3 separate regions of the Mus musculus genome follow, and all the other regions are linked to region 3. A link is a contact called in public promoter capture Hi-C data. All regions are on one chromosome and are shown on one strand. Each heading gives the region's core, a stretch centred on a gene start, on an enhancer-like site or on the middle of the called end of the contact. The rest is flanking DNA. Distances are from core to core; before and after follow the strand shown.

Evidence for each region. Promoter capture Hi-C pulls out the DNA fragments that hold promoters and counts their contacts.
Region 1: a contact with region 3 is called in a promoter capture Hi-C map of second pharyngeal arch cranial neural crest. The contact joins the promoter of Ruvbl2 here to the promoter of Slc17a7 in region 3. A contact is called at or near these places in 19 of 39 promoter capture datasets (the 3T3-L1 cell line, 3T3-L1-derived adipocytes, the C10 cell line and 14 more), 2 of 15 datasets of contacts at CTCF or cohesin (embryonic stem cells and large pre-B cells), 16 of 484 Hi-C or Micro-C datasets (B cells, the G1E-ER4 cell line, the HL-1 cell line and 7 more), 23 of 115 datasets of contacts at active chromatin or transcription factors (the 230-238 cell line, the SCID.adh cell line, acute myeloid leukemia and 15 more) and 5 of 9 other capture datasets (adipose tissue, embryonic stem cells, liver and 2 more).
Region 2: a contact with region 3 is called in a promoter capture Hi-C map of liver, with 3 times the contacts expected there. The contact joins the promoter of Mamstr here to the promoter of Slc17a7 in region 3. A contact is called at or near these places in 6 of 39 promoter capture datasets (the C10 cell line, cranial neural crest, liver and 1 more) and 2 of 115 datasets of contacts at active chromatin or transcription factors (acute myeloid leukemia and bone marrow-derived macrophages).

What each region holds. Positions count from the first base shown.
Region 1 is chr7:45,432,800-45,436,994 of GRCm38.p6, reverse strand. It overlaps Ruvbl2 (RuvB-like protein 2), which reads left to right and starts at 2,531. Exons shown (of 15, transcript NM_011304.3): 1 at 2,531-2,743. The coding sequence starts at 2,732. Gys1 (glycogen synthase 1, muscle) reads right to left here and starts at 2,156. Exons shown (of 16, transcript NM_030678.3): 1 at 1,825-2,156; 2 at 282-463. The coding sequence starts at 1,942.
Region 2 is chr7:45,637,615-45,641,343 of GRCm38.p6, reverse strand. It overlaps Mamstr (MEF2 activating motif and SAP domain containing transcriptional regulator), which reads right to left and starts at 1,367. Exons shown (of 10, transcript NM_172418.2): 1 at 1,314-1,367; 2 at 505-642. The coding sequence starts at 562. Rasip1 (Ras interacting protein 1) reads right to left here. Exons shown (of 12, transcript NM_028544.1): 11 at 3,327-3,474; 12 at 2,252-2,659. The coding sequence ends at 2,460. A030001D20Rik (RIKEN cDNA A030001D20 gene) reads left to right here and starts at 2,586. Exons shown (of 2, transcript NR_152217.1): 1 at 2,586-2,661.
Region 3 is chr7:45,161,673-45,165,845 of GRCm38.p6, reverse strand. It overlaps Slc17a7 (solute carrier family 17 (sodium-dependent inorganic phosphate cotransporter), member 7), which reads right to left and starts at 1,925. Exons shown (of 12, transcript NM_182993.2): 1 at 1,702-1,925. The coding sequence starts at 1,763.

The sequences.
Region 1 (4,195 bases), core at 1,282-3,781, 270 kb before region 3:
ACATAGCTTTGACTATCTTTCTGCCTAGCTCCAGCTTGTTTGTAGTCTCTGGGTCTGAGGATCTCTGCTGAGATTCATCTCCATCCATCTGGCCTTTCTGACACCCGGTACCCACTGGCCTACTTCACCAGATCCTATACCCGTCTATCGCTTTCTTCCCTAGGCCTGCTGGGAAAGTTCTGACTACACCTCCTGCCTCCATTCCACCTTCTCTTCACCTCTTGCTAGGGCCCCTGCTGGCAGTTCCCACTCCCACCCCCCTGGGTAGGGCTGTGTCCCACCTTACAACCCTTGCTGTTCATGGAATCCAAAGTCCTCTTCAGTTCCGGAGTTGGGGGCTCCAGGAGCTCTACCTGCGTCCTCACACCCTGCTCCGTGTATGGTCCCACCAGATAGTAGTTGTCACCCCATTCATCCCCTGTCACCTTCGCCTTCGTCTGCAGCACAGTGTAGATGCCACCCACTGTGGGCCAAAGTGCAAAAGGACAGACAACCCCACCATTGGTCCATAGCTTTGAGACCTGGCAGGTAATGGGATGTATGTGGGTAGTATTGGGGTAGAAAATGGGCAGGAACCTATAATTGGGAATCAGGGGAGGTTGGGACTGGAGGGTAGGGGTCGTGGAAAAGCAAACCTGAGGATAGCCCTCTTGAGTTTATGGAGAGAGGGGACTGAAATCAGGATGCTGAGGGAGGAGCAGGCTCCAGTTAGACTCCTGGTCATGACACAGGAAGCACTCTTTAGTCTCCTAATTCTTAGAGAATTAGGAGCAGGAAGGCTCTAAAGCTCTTGACTTTCAGATGCAGTGGGAAAAATGGTACATGGCCCTATCCAGCTACCCAGTTACCTGAGGGAAGCTTGACTTATTATTCCACACCTTCAGGGCCCCTAACGATGCTAGCCCTGGGCTGGGACACAGGGACTGCTGGGCCCTGCTCCTCCTGTGACCCCACCTCAGATTTAGGAATCTGGGTCCTCAGCCTTCTCACCTGAAACTGGTACCCTGGTAGTACACAGCATTGAGTCTGCCATCTCCCAACATGCTGAGAGACCTAGTCTCTTTCTCCCCAGGATCCAGAAAAGGAAATGTTCAGATCCACAAGGCCCAGCTGCTGGGATTCCCAGCCCAGCCTTCTCATGAGCGAGAAGCTAGTGATCTCCCATACATACTGTGGGTGGGTTCCTCCCATCCTAGGGCCCAGCTCCTGACCAACTTAGGACTTCCAGCTTTCCCAGTCCACAGGGAGGGAGGCACCTCACTACATAGGAAGCCAGGACTTAGGCCCTGGGCTCCTTCAAACTCGACATTCAAGTTCCCAACTCTTTCCCACCTTGTATCTAAGAATTTGAGTCTCCAAGCCCCTCTTGGCTTTACACTGGTTCAGGTCCGCTATGCCCCCTGAAAAATCCATGAATCCCAACCTTTAGGAACACCCCAACTCCACAGTCACGTCCTCTGGACCACAGACCCAAAAGCTCCAGTGTTCCTTGGGCTTAGATGCACTAACTCCTTCCACTTTTAGATCTCAGGTCTCTCGGCCCTCGAAAACCTCCCTTCAAGACCCAGGAATCTTTCTCTGAGTGCCCTCTTCCCTAGATTGCAGAACCTGAAGCCTCCTTCCATCTTAAGAGTAGTCTCTTGTCCCTTCCCCCCAGGGCCTAGGACGCCTACTCCAGCCCCTTCACAAGGACACAGAAGTCACAGGCGCTTTTCCCAGGACCCAAGACTCCTCCACGTAACTCTTTTCCCGTCTGAAACGGAGTTTCGGGGCCCCATCCTCGCCTGCCCTTCTTGGTCAAGGGACCAACGCTGACGTTCTCACCCTTGTTGGCCACCTCCCAGGCCACCTCGAAAAGCACTGCGTTCTCGGGGTCGAATTCATCCTCCCAGTCTTCCAATCCTGGAAGCGAGGACACAGAGAGACTGCGGCTGAGAGGCATGGCTACTGCGGGCAGGGGACTTCGAGCACCAAAACTGGAAACCAGAGAGATCGGCTGGGAACGCAGCAGACTTGGTGACCGGTAGAGTTAGCGGGTGTCCCAGGGGAAGCTTGCAAGGCGCTCCGCTTCCTATTGCACGACCGCACCCCCGCCCCAGAGCGCTCCGACTCAGGTAGGGTGAGCTGAGACACTGAATCGGGCGGGCAGCTGCAGTGAAGCCTCGTGGCCGCCAGGAGGCACTGCCCACCCTGCTGGTCTAGCACGATTGGTCGGCGGCTGGGGGGCGGGGGCTATTGCGTCTACTTATTGGCGGATAGAATCCAGTTTCCTTGGCCAGAGGCTCCTGGGGAGCTGCGGGGGCGGGGCTTGTTTCTACGCAGCATGGAAGTGATTGGTGAACAGAGCTGTCAATCTCAGCTGTAGGCCCAATTTGGTGAGGAAGGTTGGACAGAGAGGGAAGGGATCGTGGAGGACGTGTGGTTGCTACAAAATGTGCTCAGAATTTTGCAATCGGACTTAGCAGTTGCAGGGCGGGGGGGAAGGAGGGGGGAGGAGGCTAGGTAAGAGGAGGAGGAGCAAGAGACGTCAGGAACCCACCCGGGATTCAGAACACCGGCTTTCCAATTTAGCCTCGCGGGCTGGGCGCGGCCTAGTGTACGCCCCCTACAGGAATTTTATATATCTTATGGGCCATAGAGATGACTGGATGACCGGGAGCCTAGAGAGGATAAAGACCGCGCTCCTAGCCGATTTCCGTTTCCGCTGAGGCATTGGCGGTTGGTGTGCATCATGGCAACCGTGGTAAGTGTTGGGTGCATGTGGAGGACCGACAATGACCCTTCTTAGAGAGTCTGAAGGAGGGAGCTGGAGAGGACTCTTGTATCTGAGGGAGGAGTGATAAGGAAGATGCCTGGTTTGACGGAGGAGGTCTGGGGAGTACTCCCGAGTCAGAGGGAGGATGCTGAGGACACCGAGTCTGAGCAATGGATACAGAGGAGAATGCATGTGTCTAAAGGAAGAGAGCAGAGGAGAATGCATGAATCTGACGGAAGGGGGCTGAGGAAGTCGCCAAGGAGGGCTTGGGAGGACACATGGATCTGTGGGAAGTGTTGGGAGGAGAGGATACCAGGGTCTGAGGGAAGCAGGCTGGTGTGTGCACCTTTGTGTTTGAGGTAGGCAGGCTAGAGCCTGAATCCCTAGATCGGAGGGACGATCACAGTGGATGAGGCCTGGTTTGGAGGAGGAGGAGGGCTAGGGAGGGTGCCTGGGCCTAATAGAAGAGGGCTGGACCTGGACTCCTGGATGTGGAGGAAGTGTATTGACCACTGAGGAAGGAGCTTCATTGTGGCTTTAGAAGCTAGTAGAGAAGGCAACAATGTATTCAGAATCCTAGATGTCAGGCATGGTAGTGAAAGCCTGCACTTGGGAGGCAGAGGCAGGTGGATCTCTGTGAGTCTGAGGATAGCCTGGTCTACAGAGCCAGTTCCAGGACAGCCAAGGGTTACACAGAGAAACAACAACAGAAAGAATCCTGGGTCTGATGGAAGAGTCATGTAGACACTCAGATTTCTCTGTGAATGAGTGACTAGCCAGAGCCTGGAGTGACAGAGTCGTGGTTCATCCCACAATGCGTTCTGGAAACTTCGTCTGCCTCTTGATGTAGTCAGTGACCAGTTCCAAAGTCTCATCCCAGTGTCCTGCGAGGTCTGAGACTGGTACCCTGGTCTTCTGGGGAAGATTAGTAAGTGGGAAGTTGTGTTGTGTGCTTGAGAGCACAGGTCACAGGAAAGTGTGTCCGAAGCCAGGAGTGTGACAGTGAGGAAGAGAAATAGAGTCTGGGTTCAGAGCATGGGGTCTTGTCCAGAGACTGTATTTTTCAGAACCTCACCTAGGGCACGTGTCTGTGCCATCGCACAGTTAGTTGAATGTTACAGTGAGCGAATAAAGCCCAGGAAGTGAGACCGGGCATATTGGGCCTGGCACTAGCTCCTCAGACTTCCCAGTGAAGAAATCTTGTGGCCTTGTGGTGTCCTTGATTCTGGGGTTGGGCCCAGGCAAGTTGTAGGGAGGTCAGTGGCGTCTGTTGCTGTTACCATGGTGAGGAAGGGCCTGCCTTTGCTTGCCTGTGTGTGACAGTAGTTTGGGGGTCTCATGCTCCTGCAGTCCACACAATCTCCTACAAAAAGAGGAAGGTGAAGGCTCCCACAGCAAGAGACAGGCAGTAAATGGTCCTGGGCTGTGGGCTATCCTGGA
Region 2 (3,729 bases), core at 118-2,617, 480 kb before region 3:
TCTGGACTCTAGTTTGCACTACAACTTTACATGACTTCCCACCCCAACTTACTCTTGCTGGCATGCACCCACAGGAATGTCACTCACATGTTCAAGACTTGACCCTCAGTTTGGGGGCAAAGAGTTTCCAGTGCACATTTCTGCTCCTCTCTGAGTGTTCAGAACTCTTTGCATTGGCAACAAATCCTGGCTAATGACATTTTCAAGGCTTGATAGCTCTTGGTCCCCCTGCCACACACACATGCACTTCAGGTCTCAGTTTGCTCCTCTGCTTTGCCTACAGGTCAGTTTAAGTCCTTTGCAACATATGCACTCTTGGGTGTCACCACCTATGGCTTAGCAAGCCATGTGCACATTCATCTACTACTCCACTCCATAGCACAAGTGACATTGTATGTGAACACCACTGGTCGATTCACGCATGCCAGAGAATCATGTTACTGGGACCCTGGGCCCTGGCTCCGGGACCCCTCCCCACATGCATAGAGACAAGCAACCTCTCACCAGAGCGGAACTTGGAACGGATGATTTGGGAGCGCTGGGAGGAGGCTGCCAGGGTCATTGCCAAGGCTGAGGTGGAGACCTGGACAGAGGAAGCCAGAGCCACCAGAGCGCGGCAGGGTCAAAGTGGATGACGGGAGGCTGCCATTGGGGGAATTTTGGAGACAGTGTGAAAGGTTAGAGACAAAAGTACTGGGCCAGATCAGCTCTTTTGGGGGATGACTGGTCTCTGGGCCCTTGGGTCTGAGAAAGGAGGGCTGGTCCTGAACCTCCGGGTGTGAGAGACACGGGCTGGGGCCTGGAGCCCTAGGACTGAAGAAAGGTTGCGGCCTGGAGTTCTGGCTGGAGGGAGAAGTACTTGGGCATGGACTGCTGTGTCTGTAGAAGGCTTTGGGCCTGGAGTTCTGAGTCGGAAGCAAAAGGGCTGGGTCTAAATCCCTGGATCTTGGCGGTACAGGAAGGACCTGCGTCATGGGCTCCTGCATCTAAGAGGGAGAGCATTGGAATCTGGAGTTCTGGGCCTTTGAAAGTGCAGGAAGCAGTCGTCTGGAGTCTGAACCCTGAAGGAGGAGGAGATTAAGGACGAGAACTGCATGCTGTTAGGGACTAGAATCGAAGATTCTAGGACAGACGGGAATCAAAGAATATGACAAGTGTCTGGGAAACATAGGGGTCCCTGAAACAGAATGGGTTGAGTGTCATGCACGGGGCTCTGTGGGAAAGATATTGGGACCAGAAGGGGGAACCAGAACGGAGAATGAAGGGTAAAATGAAAAAAAAAAATCCCCATATCTACCCCAGGGGCTTCTCACCAGGTAGGCTCCTCTCAGCTACTCAGCTGTGCCTTGAAGCGGGTGGAGTCTCCCGGATTAGGCTGGAGACCTTAGGCTCCACCCCACAAGCCTTGGGCCGCCCTCGACTCCCCTTTCTAGGGCGAGTGGGAGTCAAGAGAGCGAGCCTTGGATCAGAAGCCCTGCAAGGACCCAGAAAAGGGGCGGGACACACACGCCGTGAGGACCGGCCTGGCTCACTTCGAGGGTTCCCTTACTATCTCCTCCCCCGAGTCCCGAGCTGTGGGTTGGGTGGAGCGGTCACTGGCGACAGACAGGAGCAGGTGCAGAGAGAGGGACCCGGGTGAGCAACAGCGGCAGGTGGTCGTGTTCAGACCCTGCCGGCAGGTGCCACCTGTTGGTTCTTTTTTTCCTGACACAGCAGTAGGAGTCAAGTTCAGAGGAGGGGAAAGTTCAAACATGAGGCCCAGACTCCTAGTTCTAAAAAGGAAGGGGGCAGAAGTCAGGACTCTGGGTCTGAGGGTGGTGGACGGAGTCTTAGGCCTCTGGTATGGGAGAGGAGAGCTGAGGTTTGCATTCTTGGATCTGATGGAATAGGACTAGTACCCGAGAGGTGCTGGGTGTTGGAAGTCAGCGGTGTGCACAGTAGGCAGACAGCATCGGAAGGACTGGGGGGAGAAAGCTAAAGTTTGGACTTTGTAGGTAAGAGGGAGATGGTGATGACCTGTTCTCACTGGTAGTACATGGGGTCTGATATTCAGAAGAACATGGTCCAGGCTGTGTTCCGAGTTGTGTGACAGTGCTCAGTACTACAGGGTCACATTTCGTGCTAGAGGGCAAGCTGAGGCCATGGCTAGAAATATCTCCCCAAACTCGGCAGACGCCCAACGTTCCAAGCACAGTCCCTGGCACCTTAAAAAAAAATCTTTGCTAAGGCCCCCAAATCTTGACAAGTGAGGTCAATACCACAGATATTTTTATTACTTCTTGGCATTCACATCCCAAGCCCATCTTCCCACTGTCCCATCGTCTACCAACCCAACAACTCAAACTCTCAGCCGTCTACGCAGGGAAAACTACAACTCCCAAAATGCTCTACGCCCAGGCGGGCTCCCTTTTAAGAAGCGATGCAGTTTCAAGCTGCGCGCGTTCCTTTCTCATTGGTTTTCAAGGTGTCGAAGCCACCGGGGGTCCATGGCGATGATTGGCTGGCAGCTCCTGCTGTTCAAGATCCCAGAGGAGGCGACGGAGCCTGCGCAGTTCTCTATGCAATGCGTCATCTGTCACAGGGCCGGTGAGGCGCAGGCGTGAGCTGCCCAGGGGCAGGATGAGCGGAGGGTGCGAGGAAAAACTTTCAAAGATATCCCCTGTGAGTACGAGGAAAACCGAATTAAAAACTCAGCATGAGTGTGAGGTGGTCTATCTCCTTAAGTAAGAAACGATGAGACTGGGTTCCCTGTGTTTCAAAGGATGACGGGAATTTTAGCTAAAACGTGTGTGTGGGGAGGGGGGAGGAGGTGACACATAATCCCGGCACTCTGGAGGCAGAGGCAGGTGGATCTCTTTGAGTTCGAGGCCAGCCTGATCTACAGAGTTACAAGACAGCCAGGGCTACAGAGAGAAATCCTATCTTGAAAAGCCAAGAAAACTAGGGAAAAAAGGCCCATTACCAGGAAAATAGGGTCCCAGGTACCCTGGAACCTTGAGGATGGGCTGGGGAACCTTGGGAGATTTCTGAGGATTGAGAAACCTATCCCTCTGTTAGTTGGGTTAGGGCAAGAGATGTGGAGAGACGAGGCTAAGAGATTAAGTCTAAGTAAAAAAAACAATGAAATGTTTGAACTCTTCTTAACTTACTGAAGGGGACCGCAAAGTAAGCAAGCCCTGCTACTGTTATAATTGCAGCCAGTCTTTAAGCCCTTCAGAGAGGGCATCTGAACCCTGGGAACTGAAAGTGGGAAGGGCTGGGAACAGGGACTCTTAGGTCTCAAATAAAGAAGACATCTCAATGTTCGTTAGCCCGGATCTGCACACCTGTGTCCACAGCATCCCGCTCTGCAGGTGGTGGGTCCCAGGCTGGTGGGGGACCACGGCCAGGACCCAACTGGTAGTGGCTGAGGAGATGGTGGAGCTGAGCTGGAGTCAGGGTGGGGTAGTCAGTCCGTAAGCTGCTCCATGAAGCCTAGGGGAAGTCCCCAAGTTAGACGTCTGTGGTCACAGCTGGGTCCCATAGGGCAGGCCAGCCATCCCAGTTTCTTAGGAGGTTGAGGCAAGAGGATTCAAAGTACAAGGCCAGGTTGGGAAACATGGTGAAACTCTTATCTCAAAATTAAAAAGTAAAAAGGGGTCTTGGAGATGCAGGTCAGCGGCAGTGTTTGCCTGGCATATGCAACTCTCTGGGTTCAATCCCCAGTACTGTAATAAGATAGAAATCAGT
Region 3 (4,173 bases), core at 676-3,175:
TCTGCTCCTGGCCTCCAGCAATACCGTGCCGGAGCCTGGCTGTAAGAAGCAAGGACCCCTGGCTCCTCCGCGTTGTCCCAAGTCACCCTGGGTTACCTGGTCCAAGAGACCCCCCCTCCCCGCTAAGCTAGCAGCACTCATCTCCAGGAGCATCTATCGCTCTGAGCTCTCATTTGGGACTTGGGAAGGAGAATGACCTGTGTACCAATAATACCCCCCACTGTCAAAGTAAACTCGGGATTTTGTTTGCAAATAACTGCTTGCCCCCCTTCCCAATGTTCTGCTGCTTCTCCTGTCTCTGGGGTTTCTGAATTCAGAAAGAGAAGGTGAGACTGGAGACCCAGAGGGGAGATAGAGAGGCTAAGGGAGGGGGCCTGAGGAACACCTGTCTCCTGCTGTCACCCCCCTCCCAGCCCCCTCCACCAGCACATCTTTCTCTAGCTCCCCTGACTTCACGCTGGTGTATTTTGAGAAACTCGTGAAAGGAGGCGAGAAAAAAGGGTGGGGAGGGGCTGGGAATTGGAAAATGAAGAGGTGAAGCTGTCTCAGCTCCCCCCTCCACAGCTCGCCTCCCCCCCACCCCCCGCCGCCACATACACACACTGCACCTTCCTGCCTTCCTCTGTCCACCTCATCCCTCTCATGTTACTAGAGGTTGGGGTTAACTTTGGATCTAGGAGGTGAGGTACAGCAAGCTGGACCATCACTAGCATAATCCTCGGGTGGCCCAGTAAGATGGACTGAGGAACATGTAAAGGTGGACTAGGGCCCTGTGTGGAGGGCACTATGCCCACGAGGCCATCTCCTCCCCGCACTGTGGATAGATATTTTTAGGCCTCTCAAGAGCTGAGTAATTTCTCTGACTTGGAGCCAGAGCTGGGGTTGGGGGTGAGAGGCTGGGAGGTGTCCAGGCTACCTCAAGGGACACTGGGGTCACTAGAATCATGGCCCTTGGTGGGAGCAAATATCGCCCAGTTCTAGCTTATATCCCTTGGGAAGTCCATATTACCCGCAAGATTAATTTGGTTTTGTGGCCTGAAACTCCCTTCATCCCCCTCACCCCCAGAACCTAGGATACCCCAGTTTTTCCCTCTCAGATTAACCCCCCTCAAGGACAAGAACTAACAGCCCCAATCCGCTTTAGCTCCAGATTAAAAGCCTCTAGGGAATGAACCTGAGAAAGAGGAGAGAGGTGGAGAGAGCCAGGGTGGGGAGATAGCGGGTGAACAGTCAGAGATGCTGAGAGAGACAGATCAAAGTGGGGACCAGAGGTCCAGGGAAGAAGAGAGGAAGGGGAATACAAGAGTCAGAGTCAGGACTGATGGACAGCTAGTGGGCGCCCGCATTGGCTCCTAATCAGAGAGAGGGGACAGACACCCAGTGGGAAGAAGAACCCAGAGAGAGGACATATCTAAAGTAAAAGACCGAGAAGACAGGTGGACAGAGATCCAGAGAATAGGGAGGGACACACAATCCCAAAGAAAAGTCGAGCCCGAGGTGCGGGGGACCAGGGGGGAGGGGGAAGCGATGATGAACTAGGCAGAGTGGAAGGACAGCACTGACAGGACGGAATCCTGAACAGATGGGTGGGCCTCCCCACATTGTGCCTGGGTGTCGCCTCTCTTCTCCCTCTGTCAGTTGCTCTCAGATGGAAAGGGGGCATCCTCATCCTTACCCTCCCAGGAACCCCACCAGGCTCACCGGTGCAGCCTCCCCAGGGCGCGCCCCGCCAGCTTCCGAAACTCCTCCTGCCGGAACTCCATGGTGGCTGTGCCCACGCGGGTCCCCTGCCAATCCCCCCGCCCGCGGGCCCGGGCGGCCGCGTCCGGGATCCCGGGGTCCGCCCCGGCCCGGCCCGGCCCCGCAGCTCCGCTCGGGGGGGAACCAGGCTGCGAGTGCCCGCTGCCCGGGGCTGTAGCGGACTCAGCGTCGGGGCGGGGCGGGGCATCCACGCCCACCAAAGGAGGCCCCACCCCTTGTAGGAAGGACCCGCCCTCTCCTTCCAACAGGCTACCTGGAGATGCTAGGCCAGTTTCTCTTGGCTTGGCTTGCAGGCTAGACCCCTCTCTCTTTCAGCTCTTCCATCCTAGAGCCTCCACCTGTCCACCCCAAGGCCACGTCCCTGGGATTGAACTCCGAGTTGCCTCGCTCCCCACTATAATACACTCCCCAGATACTCTGCACGTTCCAAGCTCTTTGAGTCTCTTCCCAGATCTCTTTGCTTCTGAGCTCTATTCCCATCCGACCTTTGGCTTGCTTCCTCTCCTTCACTCTTTTTTTCTTTAAAAAAAAAAATTTTTTTTTTGAGTGCCGCACACCTTTAATTCCAGCATTCAGGAGGCAGGCAAGTGAATCTGTGTGAATTCAAGGCACAGGCATGGGAGGCAGAGGCAGGCAAATTTCTGAGTTCGAGGCCAGCCTAGTCTACAGAGTGAGTTCCAGGACAGCCAGGGATATACAGAGAAACCCTGTCTCGAAAAAAAAAAGTTTATTCTTTTAAAGTTTAATTAGGTATGCATGTTTTGCTAGCATATTATATATCTGTGTACTATTTGTATGCCTACTGGCATTGGAGGAGATGTGACCTGCCATGTGGGTGTTTGGAGCTGAACCCAGGTCCTCTGGAGTGCAGCCTATTAGCGCTGAGCCATCTCTCCGGCCCCCTTTTTCCTTTGTTGGGCATACTGGGGATACAGGCGTGCCGCTGAACTGGACTGGCTCTCTCATTTTTCGGGTTCCACTTTTCCCCTTGAATTCACTTTTTTTTAATCTGCACCCCATCTTTCTCTCCCTGAGTTTCAACTCCCTCTCCTTCCATCCTTTTGAACTCTGCTAGCTATAACCAGGCTCACCACTACTGCCGTTCGTGCCCCATGGTGTCCTTCCTCACTTCCCAAGAGTGTGTCCGGTTGCTTAGACTCTATGATATTCTTTTGAGTCTGGGCCCCATCAACTGAGCTATGTCTCCTCCCTCTGAGTTCTGTCCCTGCTCCCCAAGTATGTTTGGAGTCCTACATACTTGCTGTCTATCTTCTGTCTCTGCCTTCTGTGCCTGGCTCCTCCCCTTGAGTCTGACTCCTTCCTCCATGTGTGTCCCAGCAGTGACTTCCACTCGGGCTCCACGATCTGTCCCCACCCACTAAGTCCTCTTTCCACCCGTAAATTCCACTCCCATCCCTTGGGGGTAACCCCAACTCTAAAATGGCCCTGAAGCACTCCACGCCAATGCTTCTCCCAGTGCATCCCAAGTTCTATGCCTTAGCAGGGTGTTGGTGTTCCCACCGTCTCTCTCCCCGTGTCAGGCTACAAATGCATTTGGGATTAAATTTTCATGACCCGGCCCAGGAGGGGACCAGCGAAGCCGATCGAGTGGCGGGCGGGGATGGTGGGTCTCAGCTCTGTCTCTGATTGACAAGTCCCCGGGGAGGAGGGCAGCAGGCTGAGCCGCGCAGACGCGCCACCTGGTGGCCATGGAGTCCCGGACTGCGTGCGGAGGTGGCGTCCGCGGCTCGCGGCCAGGTGTGAGGGAGGAGCAGATGGTGAGGAGGAGGGTGTGGGAAGGGGGCCCTGCGGCTGCCAAATCCCGGGCCGTCGCCCGCACCATCACCATGGCGACGGAGAAAGGAAGAACGCACCCAATCTTCGAGCTTTTTTAGGACCTAGAAACTAGACCTTAGGTTGCCCAGGGAGGCCCTCAGTCTGGACTACAAGCCCCAGTGGCCTTTGCGCTTGGAAGTTAGGCTCGTTCTCCTCACCACTGCACGTTTCTATTAGCCCGTTCTAGGAGATACAATTTTAGCTAAGAAGCCTTAGAGTCTAAAGCTTCCTGGCGCCCTCACGTGGACAGGGGTCTCCAGTTTGCTTGCTCGCATCCTGGAGCAGGATACACAAGTCTGGCGGTTGTACAGACTTTGTGTGGAACTTATCCTACTGCCTCCGCCTCCAGAGAATGTTATTGCAGGCATACCCACCATGTCTGGCTTCTGAACGGTCATCCTTCTGACTTTACCAACTTTTCTCAGAAGTTGTATGGCAATGTTCTCAACTTTGGATTATTTTTTAATTTTTTATTTTTTTAAGCAGTGTCTTGTCTACATAGTCCTACCTGTCCTGGAATTCACTCTGTAGACCAGCTGGCCTTAAGCCCACAGAAATCAAATGCCCCGATTAAAG